Regions from separate parts of the Mus musculus genome. Here region 2 is linked to region 1. Evidence: chromatin contacts called from public Micro-C data. All regions are on one chromosome and are shown on one strand. Each heading gives the region's core, a stretch centred on a gene start, on an enhancer-like site or on the middle of the called end of the contact. The rest is flanking DNA. Distances are from core to core; before and after follow the strand shown. Region 1 holds the start of Kpna1 (karyopherin (importin) alpha 1). Region 2 overlaps Cmss1 (cms small ribosomal subunit 1).

The links. Hi-C and Micro-C count contacts between places; a contact is called where the count stands out from the background.
Region 2: a contact with region 1 is called in a Micro-C map of palatal mesenchyme, with 9 times the contacts expected there. The contact joins the enhancer-like site here to the promoter of Kpna1 in region 1. A contact is called at or near these places in 1 of 39 promoter capture datasets (embryonic stem cells), 7 of 484 Hi-C or Micro-C datasets (cerebellum, embryonic stem cells and palatal mesenchyme), 1 of 115 datasets of contacts at active chromatin or transcription factors (embryonic stem cells) and 1 of 9 other capture datasets (embryonic stem cells).

What each region holds. Positions count from the first base shown.
Region 1 is chr16:35,978,305-35,984,636 of GRCm38.p6, reverse strand. It overlaps Kpna1 (karyopherin (importin) alpha 1), which reads right to left and starts at 1,274. Exons shown (of 14, transcript NM_008465.5): 1 at 1,129-1,274. Gm15564 (a long non-coding RNA gene) reads left to right here and starts at 1,308. Exons shown (of 2, transcript XR_001781900.2): 1 at 1,308-1,585.
Region 2 is chr16:57,396,693-57,403,232 of GRCm38.p6, reverse strand. The region is part of intron 1 of Cmss1 (cms small ribosomal subunit 1); the gene reads left to right. All of the region lies in intron 1 of Filip1l (filamin A interacting protein 1-like), which reads right to left. Among named protein-coding and RNA genes, the nearest start is that of Filip1l, 47 kb to the right of the region's middle. Within about 2 kb of position 4,707, at least 44 of the 459 cell types and tissues checked have an H3K27ac peak or open chromatin away from gene starts, as enhancers often do. A contact at or near this core is called in palatal mesenchyme, where this site is marked.

The DNA of each region.
Region 1 (6,332 bases), core at 25-2,524:
AGGCCAGGGCAGGATAAGAAGCTCAAAGCCAGCCTACCAAACAAAACCCAACCTCAAAAAAAAACAGGCTGGGCAGTGGTGGCGCACGCCTTTAATCCCAGCACTTGGGAGGCAGAGGCAGGTGAATTTCTGAGTTCCAAGACAGCCTGGTCTACAGAGTGAGTTCCAGGACAGCCTGGTCTACAGAGTGAGTTCCAGGACAGCCAGGGCTACACAGAGAAACCCTGTCTCGAAAAAAAACAAAAACAAAAACACAAAAAAAAGAGGAGGAGGAGGAGGAGGAGGAAGGAGGTGTTTGACGGAACTCTTTTAAGAGGGAAAAGGCCAGACAATAGTGTTTAATATCTCAAAAGCATTTCTCGGTGGCTGATTCCTATAGTAATTTACCAAGCCGAAGTTTAAGCCTTAAAATCAATTCATGTGAAACTTTTCATTGAAAAGTGGTTTGGAAGCAGCTGCATTCAACCCACACATTCTTTCTTGCCGATGTCCCTGATCCCAGTCACCCTCCAGTTTTCTGCTCCCAATGCGAGCCTCAGCTAAGGCTTGGCGGTTTCCCTCGCATCGCCGGCTCACACAGCCGACCAACTTGTCATTGCTATAATTACCACACCCCCGTCAGCAGCTCCAGGCCCGCGTAGTTATGACATCTGTAAACTGCAAGCCTCCCGTCTCCACCCCCACCTCCCTCCAAACACCGGCCCCGGTGGTAACCTGCCAACTCCCCGATCGGCCCCGCACGCCTCGGCCTCAGCCACCGCACTCCGCGCCGCCCGCCCCCGCCCTCAAGCTAGCGCGGCGCGCAGACTCCGCGCCGCCGCCCGGCGCCCCGCAGTCCCCGACGCCGCTTCCACCGCCGCGCCGCGCCGCGCCGCCCCGCCCCGACCGGCGTTCCTCACGGCGAGCACCAGCGTTCCCCACCCCCACCCCGCTCCGCCGCCGCGCGGCCGTTAGGACCGCCGGGCCCGTGACGCACCGGAGCGACGCGAGGGTCCGGTCCCCGGCGCGCCCGAGCCAGCTCCGGCTTCCGCCCGCGTCCGCCTTCGCCCCGGGGCCTCCCTCGGGTCCGCGGAGGGGGACCCAGAGCCGCCCGCCGAGGGGGAGGGGCCGCGAGGTGCCCCCACTCACCGGCTCCAGGCGACCGGTCCCGGTGCCACTACGAAGAGGGAGACGCTCGCTCTTGGCCCGCCCGCTGCGCCTCTTCTGCGCACAACCTTGACCAGCCGGCGCGCACCACGGCGGCGCTCACCAGGCCTCGCTCTCCGCTGCCGCTCACAGAGCCGCGAGACCCAGCTCAGCCGGCGTGCGCACTGCGCCTGCGTGCGGGGGCCGGCCGGCGCGCCTGCGTGCGCTTCTCCGCCGCCTGCCGCAGGGGCTGCCGGGAAGCGGAGTCTCCGAGCGTGGACGCCCTAGGCTAGCGGCGGCCAGGGAAAAGGCGGCGGCCAGGGCGTGGGTCTCTGCGGACCAGGTTGGCAGTCAGTAAAAGCGCAGACATATAGAAGTTATGGAAACAAACTTGTCCTTACTAAGCTCTTCCAGAATGGACGGATTCCCCCTCACATCAATATAGCTTCCCTCTCACATGGTAGGTACCTCACAGCCGAGCATGCTTATTGGATGAATGATGGCATGGTTGGAGGCTGAGGGAGTATTACAAAATACGTCAGTGTCTCACGTTCAAAGAATTCACATGCAACCCGTTTGCAGGAACTTTCTGGGTATTCTCTTCAGTTCTCACCCATCTTACCCGGTAATTTATTAGTATCATATAACATTAAATCGCTTTTTGAGCCTAGCATGACGGTAACGCACGCCTGTATTTTCAGCTCTAGGAAGTCTGAGGCAGGAGAATGGCGAATTCTAGACCAGCATTACTACGTAGAAAGACCCCTATCTCAAAAACGGCAATTTCCAGCGAAAATATTTGCGTTGCTATGAGAAGGCACGCTAAAACAAAATATTTAGGGAAATGACTTAACCGTTACATGATAGAATTTTTTTTTCTTTCTGGGGAGTAGAGCGGTGGCTTCAAAGGAACACTTTAAGACAGCAAGTAGAGGTCACAGGAAAATCACAACCACAGGACACGGTTTAACAAGTCAGTTTAAAAGGAATACTGAGGAGCACCGGACATGAATCTGTAGAACCCCCGAAGGGAGACCCTCACTCAAGTCTCAGGGATCGCGAGCCCAGAAAGCCACAGTCACGCTTGCTGCAAACACACGAGGTTTTTAATGGCACACAAACCAGCATGCTGAGGTCGAGACCCATACACCACGCAGGGGTAGAGGAGTCTGACCCCAACCCTATTTTCCAGCAGGTTTATAAAGGTAAAAACCAGAACCTAGGGGGAGGATGGGAGAGGAAACAGGGGAAGTCTAGGGGCGGATATTTACTTCAAGGCACCTGGGACATTGAAACATTTTGTGGTTGTTTTTCCCAAGAGTTCCAGGGAATTAGGCCATCTGGCCGGGGGCGGGGGCCCATGTTCTCAGGGCAGTCATTATTTTATTTTTTTACTCTTCATTTCCCCACTTCTTCTTGTGAGTAGCTCTAATCTTAGAGCGACCCCTCTTCTTCTTTCGGCAAAGTCAGGTACTGTTGTCGGAGCACCATTACCTGTACAACACTAACCCTGTCTTTTACAAAAGCCACTAACTTATTAAGAATGCAAGGTCCAAAAGTGAGCAAAAGCAAAAGGATGATTAGGGGACCGGCAAGGGTAGAAACAAGGGTGGTAAACCAAGGAGACTTATTAAACCAATTTTCAAACCAGCTCTGTCTATCTTCTCTTTCCCTTCTGCGCTTGTCTAACCGGCTCTTCCTATCATTGTGAAGCAGAATTCACCAAGCGTTGGATTGTTCACCCACTAATAGGGAACGTGAGCTGGGTTTAGACCGTCGTGAGACAGGTTAGTTTTACCCTACTGATGATGTGTTGTTGCCATGATAATCCTGCTCAGTACGAGAGGAACAGCACCTTTTCTGGGGTCTGATGAGCGTCGGCATCGGGCGCCTTAACCCAGCGTTCGGTTCATCCCGCAGCGCCAGTTCTCAGGGCAGTCATTATTTTACTTTTTTACTCTTCGAATCAATACATCTATAAATGTAAGACAGGAGGAGAAAAAGGACCACATGGGCTAACTGCTCCCACCAGATTGGCCTGAAGGCTCGTCGGTGGGGTGTTTTCCTGACTCACGATAAATGTGAGACTCACTGTGGGCGGTGCCACCTCTGGGCTGTATAGGATAACAAGCTGAGAGTAAGCCAGGGACCAAATTCCTCCATGATCTGCTTCAATTACTGCCTCCAGGTTCCTGCCTTGAATTCCAGTCCTGGCTTCCCTCAAAGATGCACTGTAAGCTGAAATGCCTGCCCCCAAGTTGTTTTGGTTAGTTTTATCATAGCAACCGAAAGCAAACTAGAACAACTTTCTCGATCCCTCAGTCCTTCTCTCCCTTTCTTCTCACTTTCTTCCTTCTGCGTCAGTATCATCTTCTCCACTAAGAGTGTGCTTGTTTACATGGAAGCTGAATTTGAGCAAAGCAGCTTGGGAGAAAGTGTTCTATCAGAGAGACTTAGGGGTTAGTGTTGCCAATTTGACCCAAGCTAGAATCCTCTGGAAAGAGGGGACCTCAATTGAGAAAATGCTTCCAGGAGATACAGTTTTAAGGAATTTTCTTAATTAGTGATTGCTAGGGAAGGGCTCAGCCCATTGTGGATGGTACCATCACTGGGCTGGTGGTTCTGGATTCTATAAGAAAGAAGTGTACTAAGCCAGGAGGAGCAAGCCAGTAAGCAGCATCCCTCCATGGCCTCTGTATCAACCCGCTGGAGTTCCTGTCCTGGCTTCCTTCAATGACTGCCTGACCATAGCTGAGCTGATATCTGATCATTATATTCTGCTCAGGAGGTAAGACTCATTCAACCTTGTGGAGGTTGGTTATTCCCTAATCCACCCTTACTCCCAAGTAGATACAGTCGTGAGCGTCCTAACCAAAAGTCTAGGTCTCTTCTCTTTGGCAAGGCCTCCTCAGCCCCATGAGGCAGACAAAACCTTGATCATTGGATTTGCAATCCTCAGTCACTGACTGCTTGGGAAAGCAAGGACAAGTGTGGGGCTCTCTTCTGTGTCTTGCACTACCTCAGTACCTCTTCATTAAGGTTTTTAGTAGTGGAAGGGTTGATCCACCTCCACTACAGTAGACCACAGCTGCATAATGACTTTACACAGAAACATAATGCCTGTACACATATCTGGTCTTTTATGTTTCTCTGTTTTTTATTTTGAGAAGTACAAAAAGTAACAGTATTTTTGCTATTATGAATATTCTCGTATATATACTGTGTAGAAGGAAAATGTCTTACCTTAGCACATTGCATCATTTTATAGGACATTACATCATGTTTAAGAGTCTCTTGCCTGTGTGTGTATGTATGTACGGCATATGTGTGAATGCCTGGTACCTGCAGAAATCAGAAGAAGGTACCAGATCTCCTGGAACTGCAAATGCAGACAGTTGTGAACTGTCATGTGGTTAGTGAGAGGCAAACCAAGGTCCTTAGCAAGAGCAGCAAGTGCCCTTAACCACTGAGACATCTCTCCAGCCCCAGGACACTGTGTCTTCAATATTACTAGATATGACAGGCAGAAGTCTTAGGATAACACTCCTCCGACCCAGGCACTGCTGTGATCTCTGATTCTTGGTGCTGCTCTGTATAATCACCACCTGTATTAGTCAGGGTTCTCTAGAGTCACAGAACTTACGGATAGTCTCTATATAGTAAGGGAATTTGTTATGACTTACAGTCTGTAGTCCAACTCCCCAACAATGGTCAGCTGTGAATGGGAAGTCCAAGAATCTAGTAGTTGCTCAGTCCCACATGGCTAGTAGACTCCAATAGATGTGCTGGCAAGTAAATGCAAGCAGGCAGAGAGAGAATCTTCCTTCTTCCAGTATAGGTCTCCAGCAGGTGTGGCCCAGATTAAAGGTGTACACCACCATGACTGGATCTGGGACTTGTTTTGTCCCAGGCTGACCTTGAACTCAGAGATCTCCTTGCCTTAGTCTCCTAGGATTCATAGCCACTGTACCTCAAGATCTCCATGCCAAGATCCAGGTCAGAAACTTGTATCTCCCAGCCTCAAGATCTGGATCACAGGTGAGCTTTCCAATTCTGGATTGTAGTTCATTCCAGATATAGTCAAGTTGAAAACCAGAAATATCCATTACACCACCCCTTGAATATCTATAGGACCCCTTACTAGCCAACAGACTGGACTAAAAGATAGAAGGCCTCTGGTGATGACATTTCATTTAGTAGTGCTTTGTGTTTATGAAACTAAAAATTCATGCTAGCCTTAAGTTGTCATATTGTCACTTGCCTATAGAAGGCCACCTGGTAGGGCCTGCTGATGGCCTCTAGGACCTGAATAAAGCTAGCATTCAGTAAGAATCTAGAGCCTGCAATCATATAATCACAAGAAATGAATTCTGCTAATAGCCTGGGTGAGCTTGGAAACAGAATCTTCCTGACTTGAGCCTTCACTAGAGAAACATATACTTTATTGCTGCTTGATAGATCCTCAGCAGAGGATCCAGGTAAACTGTGGATACCCTCTGTGAATAGGTTTGAATAGATATGCCCTTCTACCCCTCCTATCCCTTTCATAGGCTCACATGTTTGAATGCTTGGCTCATGCGGAGTGTATTAGCCAAGGTTCTCTAGAGTCACAGAACTTATGAGCAGTCTCTATATAGTAAAGGAATTTATTGATGACTTACAGTTTGCAGTCCAACTCCCAACAATGGTCAGTAGCAGCTGTGAATGGAAATCCAAGAATCTAGCAGTTGCTCAGTCCCACAAGGCAAGCAGGTGAAGGAGAGATAGACTTCCTTCTTCCAATGTCCTTATGTAGGTCTCCAGTAGAAGGCGTGGCCCAGATTAAAGGTGTGTGCCACCACACCTTTAATCCCAGATGACCTTGAACTCAGAGGTCTCCCTGTCTTAATCTTCTGGAATCCATAGCCACTATGCCTCAAGATTCAGGTCAGAAACTTCTATCTCCCAACTTCCAGATTAGGATCACTGGTGAGCCTTCCAATTCTGGATTGTAGTTCATTCCAGATATAGTCAAGTTGACAACCAGGAATAGCCACTACAGGGAGTATCACTATTAGGAGATATGGCCTTGTTGGAGTAGGTGTGGCCTTGTTGAAGGAAGCATAACTGTAGGGGCACGCTCTTAGGTCTCCTGTGCTTAAGCACTACCCACTGAGGAATTCCAGTCTCCTGGCTGCAAGATGTTTCTCCAGGACCCTGCTGGCCTG
Region 2 (6,540 bases), core at 3,458-5,957, about 21 Mb before region 1:
CAATGAGCCGCCATTCCAAAAATTATGTTCTGGTTAGTGAGGTAAATTACACATGTATGAAGTCATTGATTTAAAATGCAGCCCATGTGACTAAGAGGCTCAGTGTGTGACAGGGGATTTCAGAGAAAAGAGAAAGAAGGCTAAGGAGGGGCACAGGCACTCCAGGAAGTGTGACCTCAGCCTGCCCAACATGCTGGTGCTGTATCCTCAAGACGAGATTGCAAGGGCCTCACAGGTGACACTGGGCTGTGGGAACTGCTTCTAGTTGTGATCTAGTGTAATGGAAACTTGGCTCCCACTCTTCTTTCTTTCTTCCACACTCGCTACTTGTTGACTCTTAAGGCAGCTCACCCAAGAACTCCACATGTGCCACCCGTTTACAAGTCACCCATACTATTGCCTCTTATTTTTCTCTTTTTCCTCCAATATAATCTTTTTCTTTAGAGAAAATGTAAAGTTATCTCTACTCTCAATAGAACAGTAAACATGGCTGACCATGAAGCATAAGAGGACTATTACTATGTACGTGGACGTCTGTGCTGTATATGATAGCATGATCTTACCATCTTGTGAATCAGCAGCATGCCATCTGACTAGCTTGTTGCTCAGACTCCAGACATGGCGACTGTGATTTCTCACTTTAAATTCCTTTCTTCTTTAAAAGAAAATCTAACCAGATTAAATTAAAGGCTTTTAAGCTTCTGCCTCACCCTGAACAATTAACAATCAGTATTCTGATCAGAATATCTATCCACTTCCCCAGAGTCTGACCTTCTTTAAGGGCTACTTTAATTTGTAGACTTCATTCACAATCCTTGTTTTATTTATTTCATACAGTTTGCAAGCTTAGAGAAGAAGTCATCTACATGAAACTTCACCAAGACTCTGGGCATGGGGCAAAACACAGAACACATTTTGAAAACATGACATTTCTTTTTTCTGTAAAAATGACCATTTCAAAGAGATGGACTGGTATATTCTGCTATTAGAGGATACGAGTCCATCTAACCAAATGTGAAAATCATGCTACATGTCCCCAGAACTTAGAAGTAAATTCTCTCTGTCGGAGCCCTTGCTGCCGGTACTGAGTGTTCACACTTGAGGGTGGAAAAAATACTTGTAAATTCTCTCAAACCCAACTGACTTAAGCCTCTAGAAGGGCTGGTGGGAGCATTGTTCAGATTTGTTTTTCTTTCAGCATGTCTGTTCTCCGAGGTCCAGAAACAATGGAGACTTTGAAAGTGAGTCTGAGGTCTGCTCAAGGGCTCTTTCCTTTTAAGGCTACTGAGCTGTCTTCTCGGAATGTATTTGGGATTTCATGGGTTGGGAAGGAGGAGGCTGTATCAAGTAAACATGTCGTGAATTTCTGCTTTGCAATTTAACTTACTAAACAGACAGAAACCTCTGAGTATTTCCTGTGTATCTTAAAGGACCAATTTGTCACCAACTCCAGGCCTCCACTGGCTTTTTCCAACTTCCCGTCCCAACAACGTCACACAAATGCAGTGCACGCTGCTCCCTTTTTCTTTCTAACTTGGAAAACACTTCTCAGGTGTCGGACCAATGTGGCTTGCCAGGACCGTGCTGGGTTCAGTGCTCTGGGGTCTATTGACTTCATTTATGACATAGCTGGTTTTCATTCTTTAAGTTTTAATAAATACAACCCTAGGTTCACAGAACTTGCTTAAGGTCCTCGGAATTCTCCACAGGCCACAAGGGTCTGGAATGGAGGAAGGAAGACACTGATCAAAGACTTGGGAAATGTTCACAGTTCAAATGGTGCACATGGTTTCTGCTTGGCGCTTTTCTTTAACATCACAGTCATTGAGGGAAGGCTGGCAAGTGGCACTCATGTATAAGAATCACTTCTAGTAAGTTCCATGTTGTGATCTACCACATACGACTCAAGTGACCAAAACAGCTAAGTTTTGAAGAAATTCTGCTGAACTTTCACAGAGTGACTAGTTTGGAAATCAAAGGTTTGAATCTTGATACTGCTTGTGCAAGATATACCTACAAATATATGTTGGGCACACATCCAAGCCATGTGCATAGCAGAGTCTGGTGCTGTACAGTATGTATTGTAGAGATACATTGTATGTAGACATACAGTGTGTAATGACACAGAGAATGATAAGGCTAAGGGAATAAGGTGGGGGCATATAGACAGGAATGCGGTGGAGATACACACTGAACAGTTAGTGTGATATTCTCTTGGCAACTTGTTGGGGATGCTGCCTCTCTGTTGCTCAGAATGTGGGTGATGCTGTGTGTGTGTCAGCATCGAAAATGCAGATTTTCTAGGCCCATCCATTCCCTGCTGAATCCAAATCTCTTGAATGGGGACGAGCTAGCCATCAGTGTTCTAGTAAACTGCTGACGTTTTGCCCCTATAGCTTGAAAACCACTACTCAGAAGTCCTCTGGATGATTCTAAGGCATACTACAACCTCCACCATGCACAGTGTGGGGAGCTTACATGGCTTTTCCTCTCAAAGAAATCCTTGTCTCTTTCCCTTGCCTATGTCTCCACAGCTGACTTCTATCTCGTGCTTCTCATAGTTAGTTAGGAGCTGGCAGGGCTCCCTTGATTTTCTGTGGTGTGTGTATAATACCCAAAATGCCCTTCCACTGCTCTTTTGGAGAATTTTACTTCTCCTTCTCCCTTTTTGAATGAGAGTCAATCACTCACTTGTAGAAAACTCAGTGTGCTTCAGGTAGCCATTACACATTTCTTTCCCTCCAGGGGTCTCAGTCGCAAAGAATTCATAGAGCACTAAAGTGTTTTGTTTATGTGGGCAGTCATTTGCCATGTGGTGAGATTAAAAACAGACTAAATAAATGTTTTGGTAATGTCGTGGGTAGTGGTGATTAAAGCAAGAAACATGTGAAGCTGCCTGTTAGCCACCCGGGGTCCAGTTGGAATTCTGAAGTCCTGGGGTACACTGGCCAGGTTACTTTATGACTACCTTCATAGACCGTTATCTTATTTACTCCAAGGAGAGTCTGCTTCAAGAGACTGTTTTCTTTCTTCAGAAAAACACATGAAAAATACGTGTCCCAAATAGACTTGCTCAGGTGCACTTTTGCACGGAAGAGCAAGCGTGGAGTCTAACTCCCCCTCACCGGACTACTGAGAAAGTCACACAGAATATGGGAGCCGTGCAGCCAGAGTCTGCCTGTGTTTCCAGATCTCATCTATGAAATGGGAAAAACTCCTGTGTTCACAATTTGACCCAAAATAGGGGGTCCTACTTCAAACAGAATAAACTGTGCCATCACCACACACACACACACACACACACACACACACACACACACACACCCTTCCTGTCCCTTCTCAGCACATCTACAAGTTGTCACTGGCTTGTCACTTTTCTGTCGCTGTACAAAGCACGGTGACCAAAGGCAGCTTAAGGAAGAGAGAGTGTATCTGCGCTTGCAGTTCCAGAGAGACGAGGGCATTGTGGTGAGGAGGCGTGGCAGCAAGCGGCAGGTATACCACAGCAACCAGAGAAGGAGGCTGCGGGCTCCCATCTTCAGTGCACAGACACAAAGCATGGAAGGGGCAGAGGAAACAGCGATCGCCTTTCAGTCCAAGGCCTGCGCCCAGGGATATACTTTCCCCACAAGGCCACACCTCCTAAACCTTCCAGAAAAAACACCAACATCTGGGGGCCAGGTAGTCAGATGCCCCAAACTATGGGAACCATTTATCATTCAAGCCATCACATCCTCCATTGACTCTGGATCTTTGTCTGTTGAGCTCACAAACTCAGTTAATGTCAGCAGCTACCCACACAGTTCTGGCTTGCAGTGCATCAGCTGTGAGGGTCTGATGGGATATTTTGGACTCAAAGCTTTTTCTCTCAAAGTCGAAAAACTTATGTATTATGTTAAAGGTTAAGCCAAAATTGCTTTGAACATAGATTATTTTTTTCTCTTCTTCACTTTCTAGGGAAGGAACGTAGTACTCTCTGGCAGTTGACCGTGTTGGGGCTGAGTAATTAATGTTTTCCTGAGGAGGGTTCGTTATGAGAATAGAATAGAATTATCTTCTTCTTAAAGGAATATTTTTGGGCGTCTTACAGACAATTATCTTTTACAGGACATAATTCAGATGACCCAGGTATGGAAAAGGACAGTTAAGTATTCAGCGTGAGAGGGACACGTCATGTGCACGGCTGCAGGGCACTCATGTAGCTATCCTAAAGGAGGTGCTCATGACAAGACGGTGGGAGGCTAGAACAACAGCGAAGATAAACCTGACCGTGACCTTTTGTGCAAGCACTCCAGCACAGAGAAGACTATCAGAATTCCATGAATTAGTAATATAAAAAACATTGTGTTTTTTTAATCCATAGGTTATCAGTCCAAGAAAAGTTCAGCTTGTTCTCACCCTCATCCAGCAGGTGGCGCTATAAAACAGACGGATCTGATAGATCAGGGACCAGCTTGTGATCCAGTCCTAACTTTACCAAGTATCTACATGACTGTCACCAGGTATCAGTTGACAAACTTGGAAATCTCCACAACAGTCCAGTACCTCCACACTTTGTTTCCGTTTAGTTTCTTATCTTCTGTAAGGCTGCTGCTTCGGTTAAGACTGGCAGCGTTAGGCACTCGCATAGCCATTAACAGAGTGCTCTCAGCACCAGCAGACTCAGTGGTGTCCTTTACAAGAGTGCAGCTGCATTTCTGCACCTGGCTTTAGAATGGAGCCTTTCTTCCATCTGGGGAGAAAGCCACCGTTCTCACGATCCAGGTGTAGGTCTGGTTAGCCTCCCTGCTTGAGAACGGACCTATTAACTGCTTGAATGAATTATCTTATTTGTGCAACGCTCTTACCTCAGCCATTTGCTGCCTATTCTACTCTGGGCAAGCAGGGGATTAGAAGGCAGGAAGGGAATTGCCCATTGTGTCCCAAATGTTTCTTTTTAGAAAGACAGTCTACTGTTCTCTAAGAGTGTGTGTGTGTGTGTGTGTGTGTGTGTGTGTGTGTGTGTGTATGTGTGTGTGTGTGTCTGTGTGTGTGTGTGTTGACATGCACACAGTTGTGTGTGTGTGTGTGTGTGTGTGTGTGTGTCTGTGTCTGTGTGTGTGTGTGGTGACATGCGCACAGTTGAGACAGTGGCCCAGCCAACAGGCTGGTGGCTGCTTGCACTGCCTCCTGGGGTACCAGACAAGCTTGTACTCCTAAGAACTTTCACTGCTGCTTCACGGCCCTTAATAGTTTCCTGGCACAGCCTCTCAGGGAATGTCGTCATGGTCTGGGGGAACCAATAAAAATACGTCGAACCTGTTTTGACAGATCTCATTTCTGCCAGAAATTTCACAATTTGGGGTGGGGGCGCAGAGTAGAGAGCTAGTCCATTTGTGAGGGTATAATCAGAAATTCGCTCTAAGAGAGCAGAAACAACCACGCTGGACTAGAGGGAAGACACAAGGCTATCCAGCTCTTTCTGACAAACTCATAGGGCAGTTTGTACCTGCTCGACCCTGCGAGTGTGAGTGAGCATGCTCTCCTGCTCTTGCTCCTCACTCTCTCCCTCCCCCTTCTCAATTAGCATCCTTCTTAACTCTCTATCCTCAAATAGAAAACCCACGCATTAAAATTAGCTTCAGTTGGTTACGGATACACACTTGACCATAATAAGGTCAGAATAAGAGACTGAGGTAATTATTACCAAACGGCTTGTCCTAAATACTCTGGGCTCACCGTTGTTATAGCCAAGCATGATCCTGAATCTCATTAATGTGAGAATCATTGACCTTTGCCTGCGGAGTAATAACTGGGATTTGATTTGGGGAGGAAGGGGCTCGGGTTTTTTCCTCTTGCAAATTTTGGGGAATCTTCATCACCATAAGACTAAAAAAGTGTGAAGAATATAGAATAAAGCTACGAGAAACATCAGTAGTAGTCTGAAACATCAGACTCTTCTCCTTGGGTGTGCTCTTTGTCATGCCAGTGCTGGGTTGGCATACTCTGCTCCTCCTTAGGACGAGAGTTCAAGTCCCATGGCCTCTCTCTTCTCCACAGCCTCTGCCTCATTCACCACAGAGTAAGCTCACATGTTAGCTTAAGGCAGTGACTTCCGCCTCAGCACCATCAATCACTGCGCGTGAGTGGAAGCTTCATCTCGGGGTTTTGTCTGTGTGTGATGTTTCCTTTTTAGACTCCTGTATGATCCCATCTTTTGCTCCTGTTTCTTTTGCTTTTAGTTGGAGTTCTTTCTGTAAGAGAAAAGGCTTGCTTGAGGGCTTCTTACTGTGAATGGTGATGTTTTGTTGTTTTTATTTTGCTTTTCTGAGACAAGATCTCTCACAGCCCAGACTGGCCTCCAGTTCACGATGTGGCCAAGGATGCCCTTGAACTGTTTCTGATCTACTGAGCTCACAGGCCTCAGCCACCTCTTCTTTTATGGTTTTATAAAAGAGCGTGCTTTTTTACTTACATGGACCTGTATCTCCAAACTTCCAGTTTTGGGCTTTTCTCCTGTTTCAAACATGTTACTATCAACTTGTACCGGAGAAATAGAAG